Regions from separate parts of the Mus musculus genome. Here all the other regions are linked to region 2. The links are chromatin contacts, called in public HiChIP or PLAC-seq maps. All regions are on one chromosome and are shown on one strand. Each heading gives the region's core, a stretch centred on a gene start, on an enhancer-like site or on the middle of the called end of the contact. The rest is flanking DNA. Distances are from core to core; before and after follow the strand shown. Region 1 overlaps Tnks (tankyrase, TRF1-interacting ankyrin-related ADP-ribose polymerase). Region 2 has its middle 13 kb from the start of Gm34474. Region 3 overlaps Tnks (tankyrase, TRF1-interacting ankyrin-related ADP-ribose polymerase). Region 4 overlaps Tnks (tankyrase, TRF1-interacting ankyrin-related ADP-ribose polymerase). Region 5 holds the start of Eri1 (exoribonuclease 1). Region 6 overlaps Tnks (tankyrase, TRF1-interacting ankyrin-related ADP-ribose polymerase).

What was found. HiChIP or PLAC-seq counts read pairs in DNA pulled down with a chosen protein or histone mark.
Region 1: an H3K4me3 HiChIP or PLAC-seq map of bone marrow-derived macrophages shows a contact between it and region 2, with 3 times the contacts expected there. The contact joins two enhancer-like sites. A contact is called at or near these places in 2 of 15 datasets of contacts at CTCF or cohesin (large pre-B cells and stem cell-derived epiblast-like cells), 11 of 484 Hi-C or Micro-C datasets (the HL-1 cell line, adipose-derived mesenchymal stem cells, bone marrow-derived macrophages and 5 more), 8 of 115 datasets of contacts at active chromatin or transcription factors (acute myeloid leukemia, bone marrow-derived dendritic cells, bone marrow-derived macrophages and 4 more) and 1 of 9 other capture datasets (embryonic stem cells).
Region 3: an H3K4me3 HiChIP or PLAC-seq map of bone marrow-derived macrophages shows a contact between it and region 2, with 5 times the contacts expected there. The contact joins two enhancer-like sites. A contact is called at or near these places in 1 of 484 Hi-C or Micro-C datasets (macrophages), 4 of 115 datasets of contacts at active chromatin or transcription factors (acute myeloid leukemia, bone marrow-derived macrophages and embryonic stem cells) and 1 of 9 other capture datasets (embryonic stem cells).
Region 4: a contact with region 2 is called in an H3K4me3 HiChIP or PLAC-seq map of bone marrow-derived macrophages, with 4 times the contacts expected there. The contact joins two enhancer-like sites. A contact is called at or near these places in 3 of 484 Hi-C or Micro-C datasets (the N1E-115 cell line, bone marrow-derived macrophages and ventricular fibroblasts), 3 of 115 datasets of contacts at active chromatin or transcription factors (bone marrow-derived macrophages, embryonic fibroblasts and extraembryonic endoderm stem cells) and 1 of 9 other capture datasets (embryonic stem cells).
Region 5: an H3K4me3 HiChIP or PLAC-seq map of bone marrow-derived macrophages shows a contact between it and region 2, with 2.6 times the contacts expected there. The contact joins the promoter of Eri1 here to the enhancer-like site in region 2. A contact is called at or near these places in 1 of 39 promoter capture datasets (neutrophils), 2 of 115 datasets of contacts at active chromatin or transcription factors (bone marrow-derived macrophages and stem cell-derived neural progenitor cells) and 1 of 9 other capture datasets (liver).
Region 6: an H3K4me3 HiChIP or PLAC-seq map of bone marrow-derived macrophages shows a contact between it and region 2, with 3 times the contacts expected there. The contact joins two enhancer-like sites. A contact is called at or near these places in 2 of 484 Hi-C or Micro-C datasets (both in bone marrow-derived macrophages), 4 of 115 datasets of contacts at active chromatin or transcription factors (a beta-TC-6 cell line, bone marrow-derived macrophages, embryonic stem cells and 1 more) and 1 of 9 other capture datasets (pancreatic islet).

Annotation. Positions count from the first base shown.
Region 1 is chr8:34,864,361-34,867,060 of GRCm38.p6, reverse strand. All of the region lies in intron 11 of Tnks (tankyrase, TRF1-interacting ankyrin-related ADP-ribose polymerase), which reads left to right. Among named protein-coding and RNA genes, the nearest start is that of Dusp4, 58 kb to the right of the region's middle. Within about 2 kb of position 1,285, at least 7 of the 459 cell types and tissues checked have an H3K27ac peak or open chromatin away from gene starts, as enhancers often do. A contact at or near this core is called in bone marrow-derived macrophages, where this site is marked.
Region 2 is chr8:35,204,435-35,207,134 of GRCm38.p6, reverse strand. No RefSeq gene overlaps it. Among named protein-coding and RNA genes, the nearest start is that of Gm34474, 13 kb to the left of the region's middle. Within about 2 kb of position 1,289, at least 89 of the 459 cell types and tissues checked have an H3K27ac peak or open chromatin away from gene starts, as enhancers often do. A contact at or near this core is called in acute myeloid leukemia, bone marrow-derived macrophages, liver and 1 more, where this site is marked.
Region 3 is chr8:34,917,381-34,920,080 of GRCm38.p6, reverse strand. Tnks (tankyrase, TRF1-interacting ankyrin-related ADP-ribose polymerase) reads left to right here. Exons shown (of 27, transcript NM_175091.3): 3 at 1,607-1,702. Among named protein-coding and RNA genes, the nearest start is that of Tnks, 47 kb to the left of the region's middle. Within about 2 kb of position 1,375, at least 38 of the 459 cell types and tissues checked have an H3K27ac peak or open chromatin away from gene starts, as enhancers often do. A contact at or near this core is called in acute myeloid leukemia and bone marrow-derived macrophages, where this site is marked.
Region 4 is chr8:34,943,984-34,946,683 of GRCm38.p6, reverse strand. The region is part of intron 1 of Tnks (tankyrase, TRF1-interacting ankyrin-related ADP-ribose polymerase); the gene reads left to right. Among named protein-coding and RNA genes, the nearest start is that of Tnks, 20 kb to the left of the region's middle. Within about 2 kb of position 1,388, at least 55 of the 459 cell types and tissues checked have an H3K27ac peak or open chromatin away from gene starts, as enhancers often do. A contact at or near this core is called in bone marrow-derived macrophages, where this site is marked.
Region 5 is chr8:35,494,092-35,496,791 of GRCm38.p6, reverse strand. It overlaps Eri1 (exoribonuclease 1), which reads left to right and starts at 1,259. Exons shown (of 7, transcript NM_026067.3): 1 at 1,259-1,520. The coding sequence starts at 1,425. It overlaps Gm51568 (a long non-coding RNA gene), which reads right to left and starts at 1,266. Exons shown (of 2, transcript XR_003947532.1): 1 at 1-1,266.
Region 6 is chr8:34,844,961-34,847,660 of GRCm38.p6, reverse strand. It overlaps Tnks (tankyrase, TRF1-interacting ankyrin-related ADP-ribose polymerase), which reads left to right. Exons shown (of 27, transcript NM_175091.3): 20 at 298-380. Among named protein-coding and RNA genes, the nearest start is that of Dusp4, 39 kb to the right of the region's middle. Within about 2 kb of position 1,445, at least 24 of the 459 cell types and tissues checked have an H3K27ac peak or open chromatin away from gene starts, as enhancers often do. A contact at or near this core is called in bone marrow-derived macrophages, where this site is marked.

The sequences.
Region 1 (2,700 bases), core at 36-2,535, 340 kb after region 2:
AACAAACAAACAAAAAAAGACTAACCAGCTTCATAATTTATAAACACTAAAACACAATCCACTAACCTGCTTATAGAAAACTCCTGCTTTGTGTTTAGGTAGTGTTTGCAGGAACATAGTAAAGATGAAATTTGAGTATCAGATTTTCAGTAAACCACATTAAAAGTAAAAATACAGCCAGGCAGTGGTGGCGCATGCCATTATTCCCAGCACGCGGGAGGCAGAGGCAGGCGGATTTCTGAGTTCGAGGCCAGCCTGGTCTACAGAGTGAGTTCCAGGACAGACAGGGCTATAGAGAGAAACCCTGACTCGGAAAAAAGGAAAAAAAAAAAAAAAGTAAAACTACTACTGTTTGTTAAACATAGTTAGTTAATAATATGTTTCTTTGATAGGCTCCACATGAATCTCCTTAACTGATAATAGCTGTTGAACCAGGTGTTACAACCAAGCAGTGACCTCAAATAACTCTTGTAAGACTGGAGATTGGAGGCTGGAGGGATGGTTTCTCTTCTGCAGTGCATCCGAGTCCATGGTTAGCACCTGTGTTGAGCAGCTCCCAGCTGTCTGAAACTCCAGCTCCGAGAGGGAGCTGGCCTCCAGGGGAGCTTGCACCTTTGCACACCACACATTCCCACACAGAAAGAAACTCGGAACATACACTTAGTTAGGAATAAAATCTTTAAAACAATGAGACTGTTCTCTAATAGAGCTGAATGGTATCTTCCAGCATGCCTTTCCTTCCTGACCCTTGCATTCCCCTTACATGAGCATCAGATTGCTGTGTGGTGTTTTAGTGGTGTTTGCACTACTTGATTATACTTTACAGGTAAACAAGATTATGTATATTAAATGCTTTAGAAGGACATTTGGCATTCTTAATCGAAATCAAGTAAGTTAAAATAAAGAGAGCAGTCGTACAGGTTTATCACCTACTTTGTAGCTACAACTATAGCATTGTTATAAGCAACATGTTGTATCAGAAATAGTAAGCTAAGGGGGCTTTCTGCTACACTTGTGTGAATTATTGTTGCCCTAGGCTTGACTTTGCAAGTCACTTTTGACAATTACATTATAATACTCATACAAACCATAATGTTCTTAATTCTTAAAAATGTGTATTATTACCTACAAGGCATTTTTTCAGAAAAGTTAATTGAAAAATAAGCTTTTTGTTATAGCCTCTCTCAGTGGCATTGCGTAGATGCGAGGCTCTCAGTCCTTCCTGGTGCTCCACGTGCGTGATGTGTTATTATTAGCATCTTAGGTCAGCAGTGGACTTCTGCAACTGAAAACAGTCTGCTAGTGACGCGAATGACTTCTAGTGTAGCATGTCCTTCCTGGTCTTCCACTACAGCACACAAGTTACTGATTCCTTTAAATACAAAGACAATATATAAGTTGTCATCAGTAGATCTCAAATGCCTTCAATCCTAGCACTCAAGAGGCAGAGGTAGGTAGATCTCTGCTGAGTCCAACCTAGTCTACATAATAATCTATAGGCAAGCTAAAGCCAAATAAGGAGAGGAAGAAGGAAAAAAGGAAGGAACTGGAAGGGAGGGAGGAAAGGATCGTGGGCAGTGGCAGCAGCGGCTGCTATATCAACTCCCTATCACTCATTCCTGGATCCCAAGGCAGTGTGCCAGTCCCACAGGGTTGCTGCCTCCATTCTTCATACATTAGTAAAAACTTTTCTTGACTCCTAATGGGTCATGTTTTCCTTGCTTAGTATTTTCTTTCTGTGATTCTATTGGACTTTTAAGTGGCCCATAGTTAACATTTGAGTCTAACAGCACTTTCTGAACATGTTCACATGATCAAATCCCTAACAAGCCACAAAAGGGAGGAAAAGTGTAATTTGCTCATGGTTCAGAGGTTGAGTCTATAGTGGAAGGAGAGTATGCTGAAGTAACCACACCGAGCCAAATAGGCAGCAGAGAGGAGCACTAACAGAAAGACACAGACAGAGGACATACCCCTAGTGACCCGCTTCTCCAGATACTACGATGGATACTCTGGATGGAACTATGGCCATCCGCAGTTCTGTCTCCTAGTAGCCTGCACATTCTGACTCTGTCAGTGGATTAGCACATTCATTTAAACTGAACCCTTAGAGTCTGGTCATCTCTAGAAAAGCCCTCAGACATACCCACAAGTTTGCTTTTCTAATTATTAATTACTTAGTCCAATCAAGTTCATAATCACAGTTGTCCATCATGACCTCTAAATGTATAGCTTAAGAGTGTCTTAACTATGGTTAGCATGTTGAGTATGTAACATAAAATCAAGCTTTTTCTTTTTTTAGTGGCAGTTTCACATTTTAATAAAAATAATCTGTTTAGCATTGAATGTTAAGTATTTGTAGTGGACCAGGGGGTTAAGACTTACGACTTGGTCTCAAAGCATTTTAGGGGGGCTCTGGGGCTTCAGGGGAAGAAGGAAGGCAGTGGCAGGACTGCTCGCTTTGTCTGGTGGGAGTTTTGTTGTTCATTTCTTTGTGGGGTAGAGTCTCCTATGTAGTCCTAGCAAGCTTAGAAACTGCCGTGCAAACAAGGCAGAGCTCAGACTTCCCTGAGAGGTTTGTGACAGTGCTTTCTAGTAAAGAACAGGTCCTTCCTCACCGGTCCCTGTAGCAAGCCTGTTTACTATTCCTGTCTGTTACACATTTAGTGCTCTAAGTGAGCTCTATAGACAGACTACCAA
Region 2 (2,700 bases), core at 40-2,539:
TGCTCAGTGATATCCGCTACAGAATCTGCAAAATGACCTGGTGGTGGGCAGGGAAGAATATAAAACTCCTGCTCATGTTTGTTTATCACAGGTTATCCATGAAAAGTAAGCTTTTCTTATATTTCACACAGACTGGTAGACATGCATGTATTTGGTCTGTAAAGAACCGGTGTATGTGCTTAAAATGCAGACCACAATTATAAACAAAGGGGAATGCATTCAAAGAGTCCAAACAGGGAAAACATGAACAAATGGAGGAGTAGGGGAATTAGTCTTGTGGAAAAGGCGAGAAGGACATCAGTCGACCAACAGAGAGGGTCATGCATAAGGAGTAAGAAGCTAGACAAGTATGGGGCAATAAGAACGAGGCTCCCCTCATGAAGACCTACCAAGGGATTTCTGCCCTTGTCTCCAGTATTGTTAAGCTAGGAACCAGCAATTAGGAGCCCAATGGAGACTCTCAGGCATAGGTAACAAAATAGGAAAGAAGAGGGACTGGGAGGAGGCTTACATTCTATAGTGTCCTTCTAGAACTGTTCCCTATCTGTTTGAAGGGCAACACACCAGGCCTCCGCATCAGGCCTGTCCAGCACCAGCCCGCAGCTTCTTAGAAAAGTCTATTTATAGCCTCTTGCTATTGCAGCACGCTGTGCTGTCGCCCTGTCGGTGGCTTGCCAGGTGGTGTGAGCCACTGCTGGGTGAGTGACCATCTCCTGGCTGCTTCCTGTTAGCTTAGGGAGCAACAAAGCAGGTGGATTTGTTTGTCAGTTGAGCAACCTGCCCATGCCCTGCCTAACCTGATGAGTTCCCCTTTAAACATTAACCGCTTTCTAAAACCTATGTTTTATGCTCAATGCCAACCAGGGCTGGGGGGGAGGGGTGCAGTAGAGAAGGAAGAAGAAAAAGAAAGAAAGAAGGGAAGGGGACCCTTTAACAATAAGTCATCTTCACAGTATCTAATAAATGTCCCCTGGGCTCTGGGAGCTGGAGACGCCATTTCCATCCTCAGAAACTGATCCCTGGTAAGGGAAACACATCTGAGATGTAAAACGGGAAGAGTGGAGGCGTGTCCACGGCTGTCACTGGGCCTTCTTCTGAGCTGCTATGCTCCCAGGATCTCCGTTCCCAGGACAGTGGATCTTAAACTTTAGTAAATAAAATCGATTCAGTGGCGCTAATGGTTTTGGGGAGCTGGTAGGACAAGGCTGCGAGTTTTTGAGGTGGAGCCACAGTTCTTTGCTTTGTTCAGCTTTCTGAGAGTGTCCAAGGTAAGTGGTCATAATCACAAGGGGGCGCTGCGCTTCCAACGTGTGAGGAATGACATGGGTAACCCTCAGGAACAGAGGAAACAGCAGGAGGTTAGAGAGGAATTAGGGGCAGGAAGTGGGAATGAGACAAAACCCACGCTGCAAACTAGAAAAGATGAACAGCCATTGCCAGAGGCACCGGGGTCATGCAGCTGGCTGGTGTCTGTGGTTTAGCCTGGTTCATGGTCCTTAGTGTGAAAACTATGACTTAGCTAAACAAGCACTCAGCTCTCTGAAGGCAGACTCACTACACAGAAACGTTGGACAGAAACGCTTCCTTTAGGAGCCAGCCTCTCCTTGGTCACGCCTCCCCTTCCTTACAGACCTCCTGGTTGTAGTCTATTGCTGATCTCCAGACTCCAGAGTCGCTAAAACCCAAGGGAATGGGAAGGAAAGATGAATTATTTTCTGCAGCTTCCGCAGCTCTTGGCAGCTCACAACTCGAAGGCTAGACAGACAGACAGCCGCGCTGCCTGCTTCCATGAAGAGGCGCTCCAGTGGCCACTAGTGACCTTGTCATCTCCAGATCTTGCTCCATCCTCGTTGCATCAAGACATGTTCCTCTTACACTGAACTCAAGACGCGCTGATTCCCTTGGGATGTGAGCAGTCCAACCCTCGCATCATTTCTTAGCATGTGTTGCTTGCGGCTGCTAAGCCCCGCCCCACCGTTTCTAAGGTGCACTTTCCCACGTTCCTCTCACCTGCGTTGCTCACCCCTGCCTGTGAGTTCCTCCTCCCCGAAGCCTTCCTTTCCATTCTTCCATTTGAAGACCCCTACCTCATTTTTTTTCTTCCCTTCATTGTGAGTCTTGACCTGGCGGGAGTGATGTTTGCTCGGATGAGTTCCACCTAGTCTAGTCCAAATTCGTGGGGAAGAGTTCTCATGTAAGCTTCTTGAGCCTAATGGTTAGGGACCCCACTAGTCCGAGTCAGACCCTCAGCTCTACCGTCCTCCAGCTCTGCCACCCACCTGCCCTGAGACCTTCCAGCTCTGCCACCACGGGCAGGTTCCGTCACTCCCTAAGTCTCCATTTCCTCACCTATAAAGTGGGGAAAGAACCATACTTAGTGTTCTGGGTAAATAAGCCAAGGCTTGTCCAGCCTATCAAGCATAACCGTCAGTGAATGTTTGCCCTTCTCGTTATGAATATTTATATCCTCACTTTTACTCTAATCCCTACGGGTTTAGTCTAGTAGATGCTAATAATGTTTATTGAATTAGCAATTAAGATATATAACTGCATCCATACATTACGACATTTTTAAAAAGGCATGAGCAACTCAATATATCCATTCATACATAAATATTTTATGCCCTTTCCTGTCTGTGAGGATTTGCTTAGAGAGGAATTTATCTAACTAAGCTCAGGTGGCCTCCTCACGCCCCTCTC
Region 3 (2,700 bases), core at 126-2,625, 290 kb after region 2:
ATTTGGCTAGACTATGGCCAGCTAGTCCCAGGGATCTTTCTGTTCCACTTCCCTAGCTCTGTGTGACAGATGGATGCTGAGGATCAGAACCTGGCTCTTCATGCTTATGTAACAAGCATTTCACCAGCAGAGCCACCATTTCAGCCCTAAAACTCTTATGTAAGATGTAAGTTTCCCTCATCTAAATAAAATGCGTGAGACCTAAGTGCTTTGGCGTTCAGACCCACCCCACCTGAGGAGTTGGAATATTTGCATATATATAGCATGAGATGTTTTGAGGTTGGAATCCAGGCCTCAATGCGAGATTTATTTGTGTTTCACATATACCATGGTAAGCATACAGTCTACCAAATGAGCTACATTCTTAGCCCTCTCATTGGTTAAATCCCATGTATGTTAATGAGAGTTCTAAAATGGAAGAGTATTAGTTTAAATTTGGTTGCTTAGTGTATATTTCGCTAAAGAATGAAAATTTTTATTGCTTAGGGAAAAAAAAAACAAGCAGTGGCCAATGAGCTGGCTCAGTGGGTAAAGACACATGTCACCAGGCCTCAGGACCTGAATTTAATCCCTGGGATCAACATGTAGAAGTGATTGTCCTCTTACTTCTACATTGTGTCCCCACCCCCAGTAAATGTAGAAAAAAGTGATTCAGTATACACTTAAGTGTTCCCCTATCATGGTGTCAGAGGTGGCTATGTAGGTGCTCAGAGGATTCACTTTCCTCACCTTGAATTTCAGGTTTTTGACTAAAGATGCCTAACCTGTTCACTGTTTAAATATCAGATGGGTAGTAGCACTCCCGTGGTCTCTGGGGCTCTGCTCTTACACAGCAGTGGTTTAGTTGGCATTAGACACTTCCCAAATGCCATATCCATATTTTATCTACTGCCCACTCACTTATAGGAGGGTCTGAATCTTAAGGAGTCTCTGTAGTTTTTATGAAATACCTTTGTTACATGAATTTCAGTGATTGGGTTTTTAGTTCTAGAAATTTGATGGAGGATCATAATACAGGATAGAGTTCTTTTTTGTAGCATGGCTGCAAGAGCTGGCGTTGCACGCATTACTGTGTCTGTTAAACTTCTGGAAACAAGCCAGTGTGTCTATGGTGAGTTTCATATGTGAGCACTGAGCCACTAAAAGCCTTGCACAGGGTTACAACTCTTCTGAGAGAGGACGTGTTGGAGATTCAGCAGCGAAGCAGCAGCAGCAGCAGCAGCAGCAACAAGCAGTCACAGTGGTAGTAAAGGCAGGGCAGCTTCAGCTAGCACAGCTCACAGAGCGAGGCAGGGAACACGCACACAGCTCCCATACTGCTTCCTTGGGAGGCAAAGCAGGACCGTCCGGGGCAAGCTTCTAGTTTCATGGTTATGATGTCAAGTCATGTGATAATACTGTACCATAAGTTGCCAACTTTGCTTTACTCTAGAGAAGATCCTTTGCTGCAGTGCTTTTGTTCCCCTTTTTCTTTCATTTTTCTTTTCTTGAAAGAGAAAAAATTGTGCAATGTATGTTTATGCCTACACCATGCCGAGGCGACACTTAGCAGTAAATAATCTCTGTATCCCCGAGGTAAGATACTGTTTGTGCTTTCCCTGCACAGTGCTGCTGCAGCACGGAGCCGATCCAAACATCCGGAACACCGATGGGAAATCAGCTCTGGACCTGGCAGATCCTTCAGCAAAAGCTGTCCTCACAGGTAAGGAGCCAGCGCTAGGAGGCTGATTTTATAAGATTTTCATGCACTGAATATTTTTCCACTAATGAAGCTAAGAAAATACTAAAAATCTTATTGATTGGATGTGCATCTTATTAATTGTGTTGAGATATATACCTATATATGTATATATCATATAGATTGATATATCTTAATTTTACTGCTTATAGCACTGAGAATTACAGCATTACATCATAGTGTTTCTCATATTTTGTCAGTTTTATGGCTTACATCACAGTTTTCCTCTACCTCCTCTTCTCGGCTGGTTTTTTAAAGCCCTTCACTGTTGAGCAGACAAGGGCATTTGTGTTACTGTAAAAGTAGTTTTCATTGGGAAGACAACCTGCTGCCTTATCCCTGGGGTCAACAGCTACACTTGGGTGCTCTCCTCACCCACTTTTATATATTTCATTATATCTTTGTACTTTTTACCCTGATAGCCAAGTTTTTTAGATTGGGGTAATATATTGTCTTTCTACTTCTGTAATGCAGATTTGGGGCTTATTAATTTTATAAAAGTAAATGCCAAGAACCATCACAGAGGAGACCCTGAGGGTAGAGAGCACCCTTCGTCATGGTCGGCAAGATTATGTTTAACGGCTAGATTTTGAGCTGCTGTTCTCATTGATCTTCGTTCTCAGTGCTGCATTGGCTCTGTTTGGTTTTGTTCTCAGCATACCGGTCCTGCTGCCTTTGCCCTCCTTTACTCTGTGATGTGGAGCCTCCTAGTCACTGCACTGCTAACAGTGCTGTTATAGATTGTGTAGAAGAGAGCTTTAACTGTGTTTAAGTTATCAATCTGCTGTGCACTCTTAATAGAGATTGTGAAGTGAATAGAAGGCATTTATGTACAGAAAGCTTTAAAAATATATGGAATTTTGCTTAATTACTCTACGTGGAACGACAACTTCCCACTGTGCTAAAATTAATATAATCACTGCTAAATCAGAGTAATCTGATATTTCTCAATTAATTAAAGA
Region 4 (2,700 bases), core at 139-2,638, 260 kb after region 2:
TAGGCCTTCTCTGGTCCATCGCCTGCCTAGGCAGGATAATTACCTTCTGCTGTTGAGCTAATCTTTTTGCGTTGGAATTTAACCATCTTTTTTTCTTGGGACAGTTTATTTTTACTCCCTGTTTCTTACCTTTTTTGTTTCTGGTAGTTTCTCTGTTGGGTTTGGAGAAAGCACTCCTTTAGTTCTCTGTACTTTAGCATTCTCTCCCTCTCTCTACCTCTCTCCCTCTCTCTCCCCCTCTCCCTCCCCAAACCAGGTTCTATAAGATAGAATAATTTTCAGCTAGGGTCTGCTTTTGACAAATGAGAAATCAACAGGGAAATATACTCCTTTGTGACTTTTGATGAACCAATCAGAAGCTAGTTTATCTTCTAAGGATTAAAAGCTAATATAGTTACAATGAAAGCTAGAAGAGGAAGCAATAACGTTAAATATAAAATATTTGTCATTGGATGGTATATTACAGAGTAATCAGAAACTTCTAACTAGGTGTCTGTGCTTTGTTGTGTATTAGATGAGGTAAACCAGTTGGTACATAGAAGACAAGTAAGGTGGAGGTTCTTTCCGCAGTTCCCAGTACAGATGTTCACAACAGCATACACATTTCTTCCGTAAAATACAGTAAACCCAAATACCTAAAAACATGTCAGAAGAAGAAAGTGGACAGAATGAGAGTGAAGGCATGGTGGTGGAGCTGTCGTGAGATAAACAGCAGCTGCCTTCCACACATCAGCCAGGATGCACATGATTCAGAATGAACTTAGAGTTAGAAGTTCCTCCATGTCTGGACCCTCTGGAGTAGGCAGTGATGTTAGGGAGCCACTGAATACCCTGGGGAGAAAAGTGTTTAAAAGCTCTACAGTTATTGTTCAAAAGCTTCTGTGTTGCTAATTTTTGTGAACGTGACACAGGCATATCTGGGAGGAGAGGGACTCTAGGTTTAGGAGTTTTCTCCATCAGATTGGCTCGTGTGCAAGTCTGTGAGGCAATTTTTTGATTACTGATGGATGTGGGAGAACCCCAGCCCACTGTGGGTGGAGCCATTCCTGGGTAGTTGATGGTAATTCTTATAAGAAACAGGGCTGTTGGGCTGGTGAGATAGCTCAGTGGTTAAGAGCATCAACTTCCCAAGGTCCTGAGTCCAAATCCCAGCAACCACATGGTTGCTCACAACCATCCGTAATGAGAGCTGACTCCTTCTTCAGGAGTGTCTGAAGACAGCTACAGTGTACTTACATATAATAAATAAATAAATCTTTAAAAAAAAAAGAAAGAAAAAGAAACGGGGCTGAGCAAGCCATGCAAAGGGGACAGACACCAGTAAGGAGGGTTTCTTCTCCATGGGTCTTGGTTTCACTTCCTGTTTCCTGACTACTTCCCTTCATGTTGGACTGTGAAGTGGGAAGCCACACAAACCCTTTGATCCCCAAGCTGCCTTTGGTGGTGTTTGATCCCAGCAGTAGAGAGCCAATGAGGCCAGTCTTGTGGCTGGAATTACGTAAACAGTAGATCACTGATACCTTCCCTTCTAAGGTATCTCGTGGATCCTCTGTCACTAAAAGCCCGTTTATCTTTTATGTCAGTGTTCTTGACAATTTCAAGCTTACTTTACTCTTTGTCTTTTGGGTGTTCTTGGATCTTACAATACTTACAGAAAAATTAAAAAATGACATGTAATATGAACTTTGCTATTGTGATCCAGTGCTCGTTGCTTTGTTGGTAGTCAGGTTAGGAAGAAAATGCCTTCTTAGTCTGTTGTTTGCTACTGTTTATAAAATATTTCAGTTTATATTACACCAAACGCCTTTGGGTTTTCTTTTTTGATAACATTGTTCATGTTACCGTTAAGGTTTAAGGTTGTTTCTTGCAGATTTTAATTGTAGGCAAGCTTAAAATGTTAAATGTTAAGTGGAATGACTTTTCCTGGTTTTTTAGCTCAGACCTGGGGAATAAATACCCGTGGCCCTACATCTTGTACTGAAACACTTCAAAGGGCCTTAATTATAATACTTTAAAATCAGTTCTTTAAGAATGTTGCTAAGTGTATTTAGTTAGGCCTTGTACTTTGAATTTAGTTTTTCCTTAAAGTACATTTTTTGTTTTCTTTAAATATGTGAAATGACATTATTTACCAGCAAACATGTGCTGAAATTTACAAATCATCTTACACTCTACTTACATTCTACTGCTCCTGGACAGGGGTAGCTCAATTTTATATCAGAATAGTGAAACCAGAGAGAGCTGGCCATGTGTCCAGTCTGCTGTTCTGGCACAATAGTACTGAGCAGTGGTAGAGGTCCTACAGTCTCGGTTCTGTCCCTCCCTCCCTCGACCATCACAACCCAACCCTTCCCATTATGAGAAGCAAGGCTCCTGGGGAGTTTGAAGGCTTGTTGCTTTGTTCCTGTTGGGACAGAAAAGACAATGATGGATTAGGTGACATCAGTCAGGTCAGGCCACTGGCATTCTGCGAGCCCAGGTAAGGAGCTTGCATTTGAGGAAGGGTCTATCCTGTGGTCTCTCTATGCTAGCTGATGTCAACAGCAGGCATGCGAAGATGAGGCCCAGAGGACTAGTAAGGTCGTTGGATGAGTGTCTAGCTGTTGGCTTACGTCTTTCCCACTTGGACCCTCACAGACCAAGGTGCTCACCCAGAATTTGGGACCCAGCTGTCCTTGCCTTCTAACTCTGTGCCAGATC
Region 5 (2,700 bases), core at 10-2,509, 290 kb before region 2:
ACTCTTAGAAGGATAGCGTTTAATTGGGGCTGGCTTATAGGTTCAGAGGTTCAGTCCATTATCATCAAAGTGGGAGCATGGCACCATCCAGGCAGGCATGGTACAGGAGAAGCTGAGAGTTCAACATCTTGCTCCAAATGCAAACAGGAGAAGACTGACTTTCAGGCAGCCAGCATGAATGAGGGTCTTAAAGCTCATGCCCACAGTGACAGACTTCCTCCAACAAGGCCACATCTACTAATAGTGCCACTCCCTGGGCCAAGCATATTTAAACCACCACAAGTCTTTTCTATGGATACTATAAAACTTGGGTTTAAGACAAAGAATTGAAATCTTTTTATCTTCCTCCACCTTGTGAGACTTTTAATGAAAATGTTTCGATCCTTCAGATCCAGAAAAACTACTGTTTACTCAAAGAACTGCTCCTTTATTCCAATGGCCCCTTTCCCCATCCTCCACTTCCTGTGCACCAATTCTTTTCAGACTAGCCAATCAAATCAGGCTGTGAAACAACGGGACCTCAAATCAGGAGGAAGAGACACACACAGGCCACACCCTAAGTTAAAATAATCACCAAACACACTTCCTGACTTGTATGTATTCACTCTTCGAGCATACCCGCTTGATAAAGAGTAAAGTTCATCTTGCCCAGACACTTAAGTTGGAATGGTAGTTTCTTCCTTCGCCTCTCAAAAACACCCACATGGCAACTCCCATGTTGGGTTCTAACTCCAATCCCAGGGACAACGCTCTCTTCAGCCTCCCTGGGGTACTGCACACACGCGGTGCAGACATGCTCGCAGGTAAAACACCCATAAACACAAGGGGGGGGGGTGGAGACGAATGAAAATGATTTTTAAAAACGTCCCCAAATGCCAAACAGCATTGGAAAGGATGCAATCCTGTAGATTTCAGCGTTGTGGAATCTAGACCCTAGGAACGCATCTGCAGAAGGGCATACATAGACTACACTGGTCGTTGTCAAAGCAGCTTCTGCTACAGTGGGGGAAAAAAAGTAAATAGATTTTGAGTTACTGGGAGGAAAGACCTTAGAACTTGCAGCAAACACTAATTAGGGCAGCTTCACGCGCGCATCCCAGGCAACCGGCGCAGCACCATTTTCGAACCTGCGGGCTACCCACGCCCACTTCCCCAAATCGCTCGCCTCCCGGGCTCTCTCCCGCCGCCGTCCTACCGCGCGCGCGCGGGGAGAAAAAGGAGGGGACCCGCCCACTGCGCCTGCGCGGCGTGACAACGCCACACGCTCCCGGAAGTAGGAGGCGTCCGGCGGAGTTTGTGTGGCGGCCGCCGCGGGAACGTGAAGCGCGGTAGTTTTTCAAGGGAGAGAGCGAGGCGGCTTCCCGCGGGTCTCGGTGGACCGACAGTGAGCGTCCGCGGCCGTCTCGCGGCCCGCGAGAGGCGGCATGGAGGACGAGCGGGGCCGGGAGCGTGGCGGCGACGCGGCGCAGCAGAAGACGCCGCGGCCGGAGTGTGAGGAGTCCCGGCCGCTGAGCGTGGAGGTGAGGTCGGGAGCTCGCGCGCGCGTGCGGGGCGGCCTCGCTCGCTCCCCTGCTCCGTCCTAGTCGGGGCGAGCATCGTCGGCCTCGAGAGGGAGGAGGTCAGGCGGGAAGTTCCGAGTGAGAATTCCGCGTAAACATTCGGCGCGCGCGGGCGCACTGCCGTTCCATCAGCCCCGTGGCGCTGATTGGCTGGGTTCTCTCCAGCGCCCACCCTCCCCGCCAGATGCGGCGGCAAGCCTTTCGGGGTGCTCGGACAGCCCGTGTCTTCCCAGCCCCAGACGGCCCACTGCCCTCTGCACCCCGAGGTGCATCTGTTCCCGAGAGGACCCTCCCCCGGTCTTTCCCCGTCCCCTACTGTCTCGCCCAGAACCCTGCCACGACCGGCTTTCTAAGTGATTTGCTACTTCCTCACGGCATGGGCAAGATCAGGAGATGATCCCCGGACTTCTGTTTTTCATCTTGATGAATTAGTGTTGGCTAGCGCCGCGGGTTGTGAGCGAGATGCTAAATTCTGTCGCTTTTTCGTAAGAGGAGTTGAGTACTGACACCCAGGTTATTCATTCATTGGCAGGGTAGAGAGATAGATGGCTTGGGTGTGAAAGGCTAGGCTCAAAAACCAAAATGTCAGAAGGTGGGTATTCCATAGAGGCGTCCCAATGCCTTTATTCTTTCCATTTACACCTTCGTGTAGTAGCCAGAATAGCCTTTTAAATATTATTTTTTAAAATGTGTGTGTGTGCGCAGGTGCCTCTGAAGACCAGGAAAGGAGGTATGGGTCTTGGGGAAGAGCAGAGTTTGTTCTTCATGGTTAAGCTGTCTATCAGGCCTCTAGAGTTTCCTTTTGACAGTCTGTGCCGAGGTTGCGCTGCGCATTCCGTGCCTTCTTCAGTTTGCCCCTCTGCTCAGTTCATATACACATCTTCGTCCACTCTGGCTTCCTTGTGTTCTTTTATCGTGGAGTGTTTTGTAACGTAAGGATCTTGTGCTCCTCTTGTCCGGAGCATGCTTCTCTGGATCTTTCCAGATTATTCCCTTTGTTGGTAGGTACTTTGGAAGGCTGAAGACGCTTCCATCTGCCCTCTCTGGAAAGATGCCCCTTTCATTTTAACATACGTTGTTGACAATATCATCTAAGTCGGTTCGAAAGCTAATTTTAATTTGCAGAGCGTTTTCTAAGAGA
Region 6 (2,700 bases), core at 196-2,695, 360 kb after region 2:
AAATGTCTTAGACATAAAAATAAGGTGGTAGGAATTATATTCCCTGTAGAGTTAATATATACATCTATATTTTAGTTCTCTATTCTATGTGTATTAGAATTAATGTAAGTACTGTTGCTATGCCAAAGAGAAAATTCAGCATAACTTGGAAGTGCCTGATTTAAATTGACATATTTGGTATTGGTTTTTGTCATGTGAAATCATCTGTACAGGCAAGTGTCAAAAAATAGGGTTATGCATAAATGCTGACCTTGCGTAGAATTAGGAAATTCTAAGAGATTTTACTGTTTGTTTTAGTTGCGGGTCTTGACATGAACATCAGCCAGTTCCTTAAGAGCCTTGGCCTTGAGCACCTGAGGGACATTTTTGAAACAGAGCAGGTAAGCGCTCACGTGCTCTTTCAGCTTTTCATCTTCTGAGTTATTGACTTCATAAACTTCGCAGCTGTTTATTTTCTGTGTTATGTATTCTCTTTATTTTGTGACTTATAGTGTTCTGCAGTTTGCCTCGTGTTTAATCTATGTGTATGTTTTTACCTTGCTTGTTAGCTGCCTGAAATACATGTAGAGAAGCCAGGGAGCCCAGCACTTTGCGCTCATCTCCGACGCTGACAGTTCAGAGAGCCGTCCTTCCTCTGTGGCCAGTTTTGTTCAGTGCAGTCTGTGTCAGGTTAGACGTGAGAAGGAAGGGTTCAGCTTGCTGAGAGAGCACTTGGTGAACTTAGAGCAAGAAACTATCTCAAGAATATTCTCAGTTTTTCTGGTTTTTGTTGTTGTTGTTTCCAAAAGAAACTGGCATTTATGAGCTCATCTTCTTGTGTTACTAGAGAGAGCTCTTCTGTTTGCCAGACTGTTGTCAAAGGTCATGAGTTCTTACTCCCATGCTCCATGGTAAACACTGAAGATGAAACTGAGTTTAATATTACTGGTGGACATGGAACTTTAGGATGGAGAGTCACTCAGACCCAGTGCCCCATTTCCCAGGTGGAGGTACCTCCATATGCCCATGTCAGCCTTTCTGGCAGGGAGGATAGCTTGTGCAGGAGAATATAGCTGTTGATGTCTTTTTAAAGTCTAGTCAGCTTTAGGGCCCACTTCACATCTTTATTTTGTGACTTATGTTCGACAGTCTACCCCATGTTCAATCTGTTTGTTTCAGGTTTGTTGTTACCTTGTTCTGCACAAGTCTGTTATTTAGTCAGTATATGCACTGAGTTTGGTGAGCTACATAACAAATGACCATGGACTTGGTAGCCTAACAGATGTTTTTCTCTCAGAAGACTGAAATCAGATGGGCAGGGTGCACTCCCTGTAGCAGTTCTAGAAGAGTCTGCTCCCTGCCCTTCCAGCCTCCTTGACTTAGGCCACGCATAGGCCACCTTACTCCAGTCTCTGCTGCTGTTGGCACGATGCCTTGTCCCATGTCTGCCTTCTCACGTGCCTCTTACTGGGACACTTCCTTTAAACTTGGGCCCTCCTGGTGACTATCAGAACTTCCTCTCCCTGTCGTCCAATCATCTTCTGGACTAGAAATGTCCTGTGAGAATCCTGTAAACTGGGTCTTTGTCACTGTTTGAACACACATGCTCTTCATTCTGACTCATGTCTGCAGGAATTGTGAAACTTCACACACACACCTTGGTCTAATAAGCCAAAAACCTCCAGTTCAAACAAGGGACCCACCTCTTGTTGAGAGCCGTTGTTTCTGAGCTTTCATGCGCTTGTTCTTACTTCCTGTTGCATGCTCTCTGTCAGGAACTGACCTCCTGTGCGTGTTTCTCATGTTATTGACTTGGTAGTTTAATGACTCAGTCTTCAGTCAGCTTATTCTTTTTATCAGTTTTGTTGTTCTTTTTACTGCAGTTTTCTTCTGAGTAAATCGATGTCCCATTGATTTTCTTTTGTCCAAAATCATTTCTATAGCCTTTTCAGAGTCAAGACGTTAATTGTTGCACTTAATGCATATTACCTTGTGTAGGCCCTCTCCTCTAGGTAGTGGTGTGCTTTTCTATGTATCGAAACTGTCTTTTGGGCCACTGGGCAGACAATTAAGTTTGTGTTTATTATTTCAAGTGCAGATGTTATCTGTCTAGTCTTCAGGTATAAAATATTAAGTCTACTTAATTCTTCCGCGGCATACCTTTAGAATTTTCTTTTCTGTCATAAATATTGTGTAGCAGTCTGGTAATGTGTATCAACAAGCATGTGACCCTTCATTGTGTCCCCTTATCCCTTCTGTGACTGTGTTTGCTGAGACACTTTGTATAGTGTATTCCGCTGTTCTCGTCCTGCCTGAGAATACCCCTCTCCCTCTCCTGAGGCGCGAGGTAGTTCTTTTAGTTTGTGTCCTAGAAGTTCTTACACTCCACCTTCACAGTTCCTTCTCAGAAGTCTCTGCGCTGTCTTATTCCATAAACACTTTAGAAATAATCATCAAAATTCCTTCTAGTTAACTATAGCATTATGTAACATCTTCTCACACTTAGACTATAGCTTCCTACCTAAAATGTTTTGTTTATGGGAAAGGAAAATTTAATTTACACTATAATTTCTGGAGCTCAACTGCTACGACCTGGATTTTCACAGAAACTGACCATCTACATTCTATAAAAGGTCGGACTCATTGAATTCTATGTAAATATGATTATAACATCACCACCCTCAAGGGAAAAAAGGTCTTTTCATTTATAATCGTTAATTT